Linked DNA regions of Mus musculus: region 2 is linked to region 1. A link is a contact called in public Hi-C data. All regions are on one chromosome and are shown on one strand. The core of a region is the stretch at or near the end of the contact, and the rest is flanking DNA. Distances in the headings are between cores, read along the strand shown.

What was found. Hi-C and Micro-C count contacts between places; a contact is called where the count stands out from the background.
Region 2: a contact with region 1 is called in a Hi-C map of cerebellum, with 2.3 times the contacts expected there. The contact joins two enhancer-like sites. A contact is called at or near these places in 13 of 484 Hi-C or Micro-C datasets (the N1E-115 cell line, Sertoli cells, cerebellar granule neurons and 7 more) and 3 of 115 datasets of contacts at active chromatin or transcription factors (embryonic hindbrain, embryonic midbrain and embryonic stem cells).

What each region holds. Positions count from the first base shown.
Region 1 is chr16:37,680,127-37,686,289 of GRCm38.p6, forward strand. It overlaps Gm35833 (a long non-coding RNA gene), which reads left to right and starts at 630. Exons shown (of 3, transcript XR_876061.1): 1 at 630-1,094; 2 at 3,182-3,381; 3 at 4,257-5,172. Within about 2 kb of position 4,740, at least 216 of the 459 cell types and tissues checked have an H3K27ac peak or open chromatin away from gene starts, as enhancers often do. A contact at or near this core is called in cerebellar granule neurons and cerebellum, where this site is marked.
Region 2 is chr16:37,585,682-37,592,681 of GRCm38.p6, forward strand. It overlaps Hgd (homogentisate 1, 2-dioxygenase), which reads left to right. Exons shown (of 14, transcript NM_013547.3): 2 at 3,010-3,081; 3 at 4,010-4,098. Among named protein-coding and RNA genes, the nearest start is that of Gm46559, 8.4 kb to the right of the region's middle. Within about 2 kb of position 5,485, at least 27 of the 459 cell types and tissues checked have an H3K27ac peak or open chromatin away from gene starts, as enhancers often do. A contact at or near this core is called in cerebellar granule neurons and cerebellum, where this site is marked.

The DNA.
Region 1 (6,163 bases), core at 3,490-5,989:
GGACATAGCAAGACAGGTCCAGTGGGTGGATCTCACAAAGAGCAAGCAAATGGGAAATTTTCTTTTTTTCCCCAGCTTCTTCCAACTTCTTTCTGTTGTGTTCCTGCCTGTGACTCAGACAGCCTGGGGTGCTTCCCAGGCCTTGGTCTATTTCTTTGTTGTTACAGGGATACCTGAGGAGTTCATTATTAGTTTTCTCATTTGTTTATTTATCTGGCATGGCTGGAGGAGACAAGCATAGGCCACAGAACACATGTGGAGGTCAGGGGACAGCTTGTAGGAGTCACTTCTCTCCTTCCACCACATGAGCCCAGGCTGGACAGCAAGCACCATTGCCCACCGATCTATCTGGATGGGTTCCTATTATTACTGGTTTTGAGACAAAGTCTCAGTATGTAGCAAAGGGCAACCTCAAACTCTCTTTCCCCAGCCTCCCCAGTTGCTACGATACAGGGTGAGCATCACCACACACCCTTTTGGTGGTGAAAAAGCTGGAACTGTGTGTCAGTAAGGATCCTGGCAGCTGAGTTGGTGGCTTATTATCTCTTTCCCTCCCTCCCTCCCTCCCTCCCTCCCTCCCTCCCTCCCTCCCTCCCTCCCTCCCTCCCTCCCTCCCTCCTTGTCATGTCCTGAGATCTGGAAAGTCTTTCTTGTTACTGGAGCCTGAGAGGTGGTTCTCCCTTATTTTCTGCTGCTCAGGGAAGACACCATGACATTACCCACTCGCAGACTTCCTGTCTTGAGTGGCACAGTACCTTCACCACAGGCAGCATGATCAGACTGCAAATCCTTTGCGTTTGAGTCAGCTAAAGAAGAGACAGCGTAAGTCAGCATGGTGGACAATTTCCTTGCCTCCTGTTCCATGTTTGCCCACTTCTGCCTTCAACCTGCGTTAACTGCACCTCGTTCTCAGCCAAACTATATAATTAATTGAGAGCGGGCCTGGCTCTCCCAGAAGCCGGATGTCTTAGTCACTGTTCTATTGCTGTAAAGAGACACCACCACCAAGGCAATTTGTACAAGAAAGCATCTAATTGGAAGACTTGGTTACAGCTTTACAGGGTTTGTCTATTATCATCATGGCAGGGAACGAGGTCAGAGGCAGGCAGGTGTGGTGGTGCTGGAGAAGTAGCTGAGAGCTTTGTAAAGCAAACAGAAGGCAAAGGGGAAGGGGAAGGGGAGAGGGAGAGGGAGAGGGAGAGGGAGAGGGAGAGGGAGAGGGAGAGGGAGAGGGAGAGACTAGATCTGTTATAAGCTTTTGAAACCTCAAGGCCAACCCCAAATGACACACCTCCTCCCACAGGCCACACCTTCCAATCCTTTCCAGACAGTTCACCAACTGGGGACCAGTTGTGTACACATATGACACTATGGGGGCCATTCTCATTCAAACCACCACACCAAATATCCTCTCTGTAGTCTCCTTGCTTTCTCCTCTGAGTTCCCTCCTGTAATGTCTGTTATGGTTCAAACATTTCTTTTAAGTTACTAATTTCCTGAAATTGTGTGTGTGTGTGTGTGTGTGTGTGTGTGTGTGTGTGTGTGTGTGTGTCTTTCGAGACAGGGTTTCTCTGTGTAGGCCTGGCTGTCCTGGAACTCACTCTGTAGACCAGGCTGGCCTCGAACTCAGAAATCCACCTGCCTCTGCCTCCCGAGTGCTGGGATTAAAGGCATGCGCCACCATGCCCGGCTCTGAAATAATATTTTTATATGGAGAATTCTCTTTCTTAAACAGCATAATCCAGCCATTTTTAATACATTCACGAGCATCAACACTTTGTCATTTCATTGTCAGCATCCCCGAAAGAAGTCTGCTTCTCATTAAGTTCCTCCCCATGTCTCCCTCTCCCTTCCTCAAGCACCGGACACCCACACATTTAGTTTCTGTTTCTATGAAGTATAAATGGAATCACACAATACAACATGTCTCAATTCGCTTCTTTCAATTAGCTTAAAGAGTTAAAGGGTCATCCTTGTTAACAGCTCAATACTCCATTTTTGTGACTGAGGCATTCACTGTCCTGATAAGCAACTGGCCAAGGGACAGATGGGATATTTCTGCTTTGGGGTCATGATGAACAATGGTGCCGTGAACATCTGTGTGTAGAGATATTTGGGTGGACATGTTTTTGTTTTAGTTTTAGTTCTCCAGCATATATACCTAGGATTGAAGCATGAGGCTGGCCCAGACCTTAAGGAAACATTTGCTTTCTCTCCAGTCCCAGGATTTTTCCAAAGGGAACGACACAAGAGGTGTCCACTGGGTCTGTAACACTGGTGCTACCATTTCTGAGTCAAACACTCCAGCTCAAACATACAGGCTTTGGGTGGCATTGTTAGACCCAGGAGACAAACCACTGCAGTGACTGTAACAGCAGCTTGCGGCACCCAGTGGGGGGAGGGGGGAATACAGAACCACCCTTTTTGTTTTTTTACCAAGCTCTTAATATATAGAGACAATTTTATGTCAAGGACCTGGTTACTTGAACGATCATCTCCCTGAACCTATGAAGAACCTTGGATTATGGTTCCTGGGGGTGGTGTGTGAAGCAGACACTGAGAGGGGAAATTTATAGTACCAAATAAACAGTCTACAAGCTTGGAACAGGGCTGTGCGCTCCATAATTTCCCATCTCTGACTGAAACCTGCCCCCTGCTGGCCATGATCGGCAGGCATCCATAGCAGGGGCAGTTGAGTAGGTTTCTTCTACCTTATGACTAACAAGTTAGAAAATGTTACAATCCATTCAGCTATTGCAACACAGACATTTCATCTTGCTCAGAGCATTTATCTTTTGCCTGTTTTTTACCCCCTTTCAACCGAAGCAGAGCTTGACTAGTTTCGGTTGTGAATCTTTCATTGGCAATAAATATTATTTGTATTTTGCAGTGTCTGTCAAGGCCATTCTGCTCCCATGGACTCACAAGTCCCCCAAATCCTCTTCTACGGTGACAATAAGCAAGGGCTATTCAAAACGGGAGGTATAATTTGGAGGCTGTCAATTTGCCAGGAATTTTGCAAAGGTGTCTTGCAGATAGAATAAAGGGTCCCCTTGACTTCTGTGGAATATGCGCTTAGCTTAGCCAGATCCCTGCAGAGTGTCAGATGTGTTGGGATCCCACGAACACATGACAACACTTTTCTTTTTTTTCTCCTCCTACATCAACACCCTGCAAGCAGACCCAGAGCACAAAGTCAGCCCTGGAAAGAAGAGGAGCCAGTGTCAACCAGCTGGATGGTGAGAGGAAAACGTGGAGGTTGGCAGAAGGACAAAGGAAAGGCGGCTACCTCGTCCTGAGGGAACGAAAGAGCAAGTGGCCATTTCCGGAGAGCTGCACTGCTCCCTGCAAGGCTGTGAACCAATGGTGGTTTGCCTTCAGGTTAACAAAAGAAAAGGAATCCTTTGGATGTTTGCCCAGAGCCTTTGAAAATAACCTCATGCTACCACCCTGAACAATGTTTTAGGGACATTTAGGGACCCTGAAAGAGGCATAGCTCTTTTATGAAAGGAAAGTTGCTTGTTTTGTTTTGAGACTGGTTCTCACTTTGCAGACCAGGCTGGCCTCTGCCACTGTGCCTCTCCCGGTAAATTGCTAATTTGTGAAGAGGAGGTTTTGAAGAGAAGGGGAGGGGGCATAAGACGGTCCATTCGGGGGGAACAAGCATCCTAGTCACACATCTGAAAATCTGCCCCTCCTTCACGTGATGCTCATACCCTCTGCCTATTGCCCAGGGGTCTCCCTTGCTAACCCAGGACCACTCCCCACGGGTGTGGCTGCTCCAGTCAACAGCTGCTAGCTCCTATATTCTGTTCCTGTTGCTTCAACGCTGGAGGTCCTTCTTTGTCTCTCCCTCAACCGCTGCCTCTGGACTTGGCATTTCTCATACAGAAGGCTAGCCTTTGTGTCCTTTAGGAAGGACAGGGCTTCTACCTTGTTTAATATCAACCTTAAGGAGAGGAGACGAGAGAAGAGGGGGAGAGGCCGGGAAGGAGGGGGAGACAGAGACAAAGAGGGGGAGGGGAGAGAAAGGAAGAGATAATGAGGAGAGGGAAGAAGGAAGGGAGGAAAGGAGGGAGGAGAGACAGACAGACACACACACACACACACAGAGAGAGAGAGAGGGGGGAGAGGGAGAGGGAGAGAGAGAGAGAGAGAGAGAGAGAGAGAGAGAGAGAGAGAGAGAGAGATTTTTTCTTCTGTCTTTCAGAGAACATTCTGCTCTTGCTGTTCTCAGTTCTTCCTGTCTTTTGCAGAGCTTAAGACCGAGGGGAGAGGGAAGGAAAGGAGAGCCGGGTGCGTCTTCGCTGCTATGGAGTTGGATGGCTTATTTTGGATGGCTTCCTATCTAGACCCGGCAGGCCCGCCCCCTAAGCAAAGAGGCCTTGTTTAATGCCAGCGTCACATTTGAGGCAAGAAGATGAAAGTTCAGAAAAAGTCCCCCTTTTTAGGAATTTTTGCAGCACTTTTATTTGCGTGACACATATTAAAAAAAAAAAAAAAAAGTCTGTTCGGCTACCCTCCTGCATGCCCTCCCATTAGCATGGCCCCTTCATAACTGCCTCCTCTGGGCCTTGGGACCTTGGCAATCAGTCAGGGCATTTAAGCTCTGGCATTAGGCAGCAGGATTTGGAAAAGCCAAGACCTTGGGAAAGAAAATAAAAGTCTTAAGTGGTCAAAGCTGGGGTTACGTAATCCTATTTCTCTTGGGATCCAGATGGTAACGTTCTTCAGGGCAGCCAGTAGGGGGAGCTCAGGACGTTTATCAGAACTCCAGCGATCCGATGGTCAGGAGCCAAGTCAAGGCACAAATAAAACAATGAACCTTTGTGGTTTCTCTTCAGCTCTTAATCCCGAGAGGCTTCAACCCGGACAGCCTGATTCCCACCCTGAAGGACCCAGCGACCTTCTCCCAGGACGCCTTAATAGGTTTTCCGGAGTCTGTAGACTCAAATCCCCCGCCCCCTCCTCCTAAGTCTCTCATCGGTTTCCCAGGCTCTTGTGGGCTCCGTGCCTTTCTTTTGTCTTCCTGACTTTCTTGTGTCTAAGTTTCTTTCTTGTTTCTCTTCACTATCCTCGAGTCACTAGTAAAACCTACGAAAAATGCAAGGGGGTGAGCCCACCCCCAGACAAATACATCAAAGCCCCGCACTTTGAATAAAATCTAAAACACGCTGGTAAGCAAAAATGGCGAAGTCCGCCACCACGTGGCCGTGAGGTCGCATCTTTCAAGTCCTTGTCTTTGCATAAGCGGCCCTTTGCTACCCCACAGTGACTTCGGTCTGTCTCTTAACTTCCAGGACTGGGTCTCCTGGGTATTTTAGAGAAGGCACTGTCAGCTTAAAGCGGATAACTCCAGTTGTGGGGTTTCTGATTTTTGAACAACAGTCTCCTGAACAGTTCCAGAGCACAATGGAATTTTTAGAGTTAGGGACTGCTGTGATCCAGATAAGAAGTGGAAAAGCAGTTTTGCTCTCTGCCTAACTCTCCCTTGATCTGTGAGGTTCAGGTTCTCTGGGTGTGGGGGGGCCAGAACTTTTTCCTTTTCATTTGTTTTGAGATAAGGCCTCATATAGCCCAGGTTGGCTTGAACTCACTGTGTATCCAAGGCTATCCTTGCATTTCTGATTTTTCTGCCTTCTCCTAAGTGCTAGGATTAAAGGCATGTACCACACCCCAGGCCAAGTACCTACCTTTATTTACAGAACATTTCTCTTGGGGAACCTTGTATTTCTCTTCAAACTTGCAATTACTTGTGTGTGTGTGTGTGTGTGTGTGTGTGTGTGTGTGTGTGTATCTTTGAAGAAAATAGAGATTACATTCTCTTCCTGGGCTTTTAGACCCTAGGGAATCTAGAAAACATGGCTAAGCATGTTTGTAAAATGCCGGAAGATTGTATGCCAGTCAACTAGCAGAAGCTGCTTGGCCTGAAGCTCAAAGAGGCACTGAGGAGGCATGCTCTCTCTCAAATCTGATGCTGTGGTGGTGTGACTATTGTAGCCTCCTAATTGATGGCTCTCCTAATTGATGGCCCTCCTAATCCCATGGCCCCACCTCCCATTCCACTAATAGTCACATGAGTCCCTGAGAGGAAGAAACTAATTAGATTGGATAGGGCATGATACCCTTCGAGTTAGCCATGCTAGCTTTCTCCAGGAGCCAA
Region 2 (7,000 bases), core at 4,235-6,734, 94 kb before region 1:
CACATCACACACACATACACACACACACACACACACACACACACACATGTTGGGAACTAAGGGGGGAATAGGGGAAGAGGGGGGAGGGAGGATAGCCCAGTCCGGTGTGCTAAGCATTGCAGGAATGAGTCTGGGGTCACAATGGATGAGCAGTAACTGGGTCAAGACGCTATGGAATCTGCTGCTCATCCTCAAATTGCCCAAAGGATCATAAGCATGATTTCATGCAACCATTTCGTAAATAAATTTCCAGAGAGGGAATTAAGACGTTCAAGGAGGCTAATGGGATTCTGATGCATCTAAGGCTTGGGGCAACTGACATATCGAGCCACCATGGCTCTCACAGTTTGTAGGCCAGCATATAAATATCAGCTGTGCACTCATTTCCCAAGAAACAGGAATGACTTCACTCAAACTAGCAGTTACATGGTCCCTAGTTCGGTGGTCTATGGACCATTAACCCGATAACTGAGATCTTTATCAATTACCATCAATAAAGCAGTCTTTACCATAGAAGTTTTAAATTTTTCAAGGGATGCTGTAAGTTATCTTGTTGAGAAACTTAATTTCCCCCTCTGTGTTCTAAACCTAAGAGATGGCAGCCACAATAGGCTCCACTGAATTTTTCTGAAAAGACTGGAGGCTGGAATATCTCCTGAAAGCCTCTCTGTCTGTCCTTAACTCAGCCCTTCTTTTCTTGTATCCACACTGTATTAGTCAGGGTTCTCTAGAGTCACAGAACTTATGGATAGTCTCTAGATAGTAAGGAATTTATTGATGACTTACAGTCGGCAGCCCAATTCCCAACAATGATTCAGTCGCAGCTGTGAATGGAAGTCCAAGGATCTAGCAGTTACTCAGTCTCACGCAGCAAGCAGGCGAAGGAGCAGGAGCAAGAGCTAGAGCTAGAGCTAGACTCCCTTCTTCCAATGTCCATATATTGTCTCCAGCAGAAGGTGTAGCCCAGATTAAAGGTGTGTTCCACCACACCTTTAATCCCAGATGAAAGGTGTAGCCCAGATTAAAGGTGTGTTCCTTAAACTCGGAGATTCAATCTTCTGGAATCCATAGCCACTATGGCTCAAGATCTTCAAACCAAGATCCAGATAAGGATCTCCAAGCCTCCAGATAAGGGTCACTGGTGAGCCTTCCAATTCCGGATTGTAGTTCATTCCAAATATTGTCAAGTTGACAACCAGGAATAGCCACTACACACACAAATGCAAATACACACATCACACACACACACACACACACACACACACACACACATGTTGGGAACTAAGGGGGCAGGGGGAAGAGGGGGAGGGAGGATAGCCCATGTCCAGCCAGAGTTCCTCCTATGCTCTGGGCAGGTGGAAGTGGGAGGGCTGCCAGATGCTTTCCACTCGGCCCAGGTGGGCATCTAAACCACTGACCCCACTCTCCTGGGGGTTGGGGGAGATGGTAGACAAGGGGCAGCCCCCAACCTGGGGCCCCAGGGTGACACCCTCAGCCCCGGGGTTATGGGAGAAAGGGCTGAGGGAGAGGGGTTCCCAGGAAGGCAAGAGTCCTTAGTCCATGCCTTGACTGGAGCACAGGAAGGCCTTCCATTGGGAGACTAGAAATGGCTCATTAGAGGAAAGCCTATCCCATCATCCAAGTGCAGCAGGCCTTGATGAACAGAGACAGTCTATGGTTTTAGAGCTTTATTGTAGAAAGGCAGGGAGAAAGAGAAAAAATAAAAGAGAGAGAGACTGGCCATGACCAAGAGGAGAGAATTTGAGAAAGGAGAGAGAGAAGAAAGACTAGAGTAAGGGGTTAGAGAGAAAGAGAGAGTGAGGAGGGGATGAGGAGAATAAGAGAGTAAGAGAGGGAGGTGGGGCCAAGCAGCCCCTCTTATGGTGGACTGTTATCTTTACTGTTGCTAGGTAACTGGGAGGAGTCTAGCCTGAAGGTCAGAAGCTTGGGACATTGTCTACATGACTACTAGCCACACTTCTCCTGTGGGGGCTGTGGGGGCAGTAACAGGAGCCTTGAGTTCCAGGATACATGAGGGGACACCTACCGTGCCATGTAGGTGAATTATCACCACTCCAGGGTTCAGACCTCAGCTCAACTGGAGACCAGACTGTCTGTGTATAGCCCAATGCCACCCCCCCAAACACACACTATATAGATAACCCAGATGATGTTGACTCCTGTGGAAGGAGTTTTCTAACAAACACGTGCCTGTTGCTATAAATCCCCATACCTCCTTTCAGTCTGAGGTTTTAGTTTCTTGTTTGTTTCTTTATTTTAGGGTGTGCAAAGGAAAAGGCGCTGCAATGTACACCCAGCAAGTTACTGCTAATTTGGAGTCAAAATGATGACCAATCCATGTCCCTCCCAGGAATTTTCAGACAGGACCAAAATTAAAGAGCTTATTCTTGAAATGGGATCATTAAAAGCAAGCTTATAAAACCAGACAGGAACAGTTAAGGGTAGAACAGTCTGTGAAATATCCAGCATTCCTCTGGTTTAACTGCAAATATTTAAAATGCACGCAACACATATTTATTTCCTAAATGGTTCACCAGCCAAGACCCAGCAGATATTACATACAGAGAACATCATACACAGATACATGCCCTTGTGGCTATTCTTGCCTTTGTAGAATGCCAGTGTTGTAAAAATGCTCTCTAAAGCCTATAAAGGGCTGGGGATATGGCTTGATCACTTGCAGCTCAGGTGTCAGGATCAGAGTTTGGATTCTCAGAAAGCACTAACTTGGAAGATGTAGAGTCAGCGAGTCCTGGAGCAAACTGGCTAGTCAGCCTGGTGGTGAGCCTCCAGTTCTGAAGGTGGAGAGCAGTTAATGAAGATACCCAAAATCACTGTGGTCTTCCACATACACCACAGCTTCACCCACACTCCCCACACACACACACGCGTAAACATGTATTCGTGAACACAAGTGTGCACACACACCTACACAAATAAATAAGTACAGCTCGGTAACAATGAAATTTGTATCTCTGTCACATGTAGTACATTTCTGGATTTGGGAATGAGTGTGCTTCAGAGGATCCTCGCTGTCCAGGTTCCCTGCCCAAAGGACAGGTAAGAATGAGCGGAACACGTGGTATGCTTCAAACCAGAAGACACGCCTCTAGGCCCAATCACTCCACCCAATACTTCTCTTCAAATTTAGCAGGTGAACTGTCCCATTTCCAAGATCATTAGGAAAACGGAGTAACAGCATAATAGCAATAAAAATATTAAAACTGGATTTACATCGGCAATTAGTCACAGCAAAGGATCCAATCCAAATTAGTGAGATTAACTACAAGGCTTCCAGGATATACCTCAAAGTCTAGGATTTTTCCCCCCCCCCCTGGGAGCTCTGTGAACTCCACATGAGAAACTAAATTTCTTGAGAAATATACGCACAGTTGGAGTAGTAAAAAACTACACTAAAAAGGTTTAGTTTCAAAAGTTTTGGGTGGTTATTTCATGATATGGAAAGTACTTATAGACTGAGCAAAGTGGCCTACACCAATAATCCCAGCACTCCAGAGGCAGAAACAGGGGAAGCTCAAATTTGAGAGCAAGTTGGGCTACCAAGACCTCTCTCAAAACAAAATAAAAGAAATGCTCATGATATATTATGTCCTTTTCAAGAGAAAAAAATCCTGGTTATTCTAAGCCTGTATGTCTCATGGGATCCTCATTTTTTTTTTTTTTTGAGGTTAGAACAGAAAGAAATATACAGACATTGAGTTTCTTTGTTTGGCAAGGTAATGTGTCATCATTTATAATATAAAATTTCCACAATAAGCCTGTGTTACTTCTCTAACCAGGGGAAGTCACAAAGGTATTCCAACTGTACATGGGTTGCAGGGGATAGTAACGTGTAGTGGTCCAGAGCCTCCCCTATTCAGGCCGAGATCCCCCCCCCCCCCACACACACACACACTATACTGGTTGATGGGAAGATAAGATGCTTTGGGCATTGCAATGATACCATGTGTTGCCTCCTCTGTTTTAGAATAATCCTCAGGTCTGCCCCTACAACCTCTACGCTGAGCAGCTCTCGGGATCAGCCTTCACTTGTCCACGGAACACCAATAAGAGAAGGTAGACGGCGAGATCAGCTATGGCTTACAGTCTGTGGGAACGGTTCCCCAGACACAGTCGCCCCAAGGTCCTCCTTGTGAGCTGCGTTCTGAGTCACATCAGGGGCATCCAGGCTTGTTCCCAATGAGCGGTTGGCAGAGGAAAGCTAAGGAACAGCTGTACAGGGGCCAAAAGCACGCACGTCCAGTTCCAGTACAAAGGTTCTCTAGAACACCACAGGAAATGTTCCCCACAGTCTGACTTCCTTCTAAGGATTCTATAGCTTCAAATGATAGTCAGAGAAGATTCAGACATTTTTTCCTGGCTGGCTAGAAACATTATGTTCTTTGCCTGAAAATTGATAATCCAAGCTGACGTGCTTGAAAGGTCATGTAGTATGGCCCCTTGTGGCTTGAATTAATAAGGATTTTCCTCTTTGGAATTTGCCTTTCCTGGAAACCAGCACAGTCATGGCATAGTGTGGCGTATCCTGTGCTCTCCCTAATCCTAAAGGCTACCTCAGTGAACTTGCTCGCTAATCAGCTTCTATGCAGCAGGTTGAATGCAGATGCTGAAGACCCAGGAGGCAGTTAAGTGTTGTGATTTGAATTAATCACATCTAATTGTAGGGATTTCAGGGCAGGTCTGTACAAAGAATGATGTTGTTGGCTTAGGAGGTTTGAAGGAGAGTTGGAGTGGGTCTTATGCTGCCTAGATAGAAGGAGGAAGTGGGTTTATCTCCACTGAATGGAGTCTTCCTGAGAAGCAGATGGGCCAGTGAGCACAAAGATCCCCATAGGTGCTAAACCTTGCTTCCCTTCATGATGCAACGATTCCACTCTGCAGGCAGCAGGTCCCCTGCAATTAAGCCCTTGCTCCTTCTTCTACAGTTGTATGGTATTGAACAGGGCGTCTACCCTTTCAGATTCCCTTCATTGGTCAATTGGATCCTGAGAGACAATGTAGGTGAAGGAATGGGGGAAGAGATACAATCTTATATTTGTCCAAAAAGCAAGGATTAAGCTGGTTATTGTGAACACCTGTAATCCCAGTACTTGGAAGGCTGATGTGGGAGAATGAAGAATCTGAGGCCACCCTGGTACTGTGTCTCAAATCACCAAACCAACCAAGCAAACAAGACACAAAACAAAATCAGACAGGTAATCAGAGGTTGCTTCTACCGTTATCTAATCGCTTCCTCTAGACAAGATAAGGTAACCTACAAACTATTCTAATTTATGACCGCCTGGCCTTGATGCCTATGTTTCTGACTCCATAGTCCATCTATACACAGGCCACCTGGTCTCTGGAATCTGCTGCCTGCCCCCATTATTCAGCAGTCTCTTCAGCCAGCAGGAGCTGAGCTCTGTTCCAGGAGGCTGAAAAGGAGCTGCTGGCATTTCATTAAGGAACTGGCAACATTCCCTGCAACAGAATTAAATCTCTGTCCAGGGCAATGTAGTGTAGCCTGGGGAGTTTTATAAGCTCAGTTGAAAAATAAGGGACACTAGGCATGGCTCACCCATCTGCTTACAACTCTCCCTAAAGGTATGCACAAGAGTTTTCTAAAAACATTCAGACCTCTAACAGAAAAGTATGTCCCGCCCCATGTATGGGCGGGTCAGCTTGAAGTTCTCAGCTAGTCACTCCTCAGTGCCCCAAAGCACTAGGAGTATTAGAGGTGCCACCTAACCCTGAGACAGCAGATGTGGAAACGTTTAAATTGTGGTAAAAACCCAGATGATTAAGAATGAGCAGTTCAATAATTGTCCAGTAAGTGAGTGCCTACTATGTGCCAGGCATCTTAGGTAGGTGGCTTGCAGTCCTAACAATCCTAGGAGATGAAGATGAAGAGAATTGGCCTGGGAAGTTGAATCATACAGTCAATGCTAAGACATACACACGTGCTCAGTCCACAGATTCTTGGGAGTTGGAAGGGCTTAGTGAGTCCAGCGTCTGAGGTCATTGCATCAAGAGCTGGAGGAATCAGACAAGCATGGAACAAATCTAGCCTATTTATGGCTCAGATACTCAGTGTCTATCCAAGCAATTTTCACTCTTGAGTTCGGACCGGAGCCTGTTGAGCACAACAGGTTTTCCCTTATCGCAGAAGGGCCCTTATCCCTCCTCACCCTGTCAACCTCTGGAAAGAGTTAGTGACGCGGTGTTCCTCTACCTCCGCAGGCTCTTTTTCCCTTCCTTGAGGCAGATCTGATCCTGGAAAAGAGACCTTTGGCTAAGGCCTTGACATACATAGACAGCAAAACTTAACAAAGACTAGAAAAGCCGAAGTAAACCATAATATACTACATAAAAGCATGGACGTATACTTTTATAACTACATAGTAGAGAACTGAAAATTCTTAAAGTTCTCCCAATTAATGCCAAAAAGACCAAATAAAACCCAACCAATATGGGACTATACAAGTAATTTATAGAAAAATTGCAAGTGACTAATAAATAAGCAAAACTTACTCAACCTTATTCAAAATAAAGGACACATTCAAAAATTAGATTCTATTTTTCACTTTTAAGACTAAAGTAATTGGAGCTTGAGAGATGGCTTAATAGGCAAAAGCACTTACACTATAATCATGAGGGCCTGAGTCCAAATCCCCATCACCTACATAAAAAGCCAGTATGGCTGCACACATTCGTGGAGCACAGAGACAGGAGGATTGCCAGAGCTTTCAAGCTGCCAACCTAAATCCAGGTTCAGTGAAAGACCCTGTCTCATAGGCACAAGGAGACTAGTAGAGCAAGACAGCAATGTCCTTCTCTGGGTTCCGAATGCACACAGACGTGTGTACCTGTGTACACATACAATGCCAACACGTCACACATATATACCACACTCATGTAGAAAATTAAAAACAAATAAATATATTTCTAAAAAGTGAAATTATAATACCATCTTTTACTG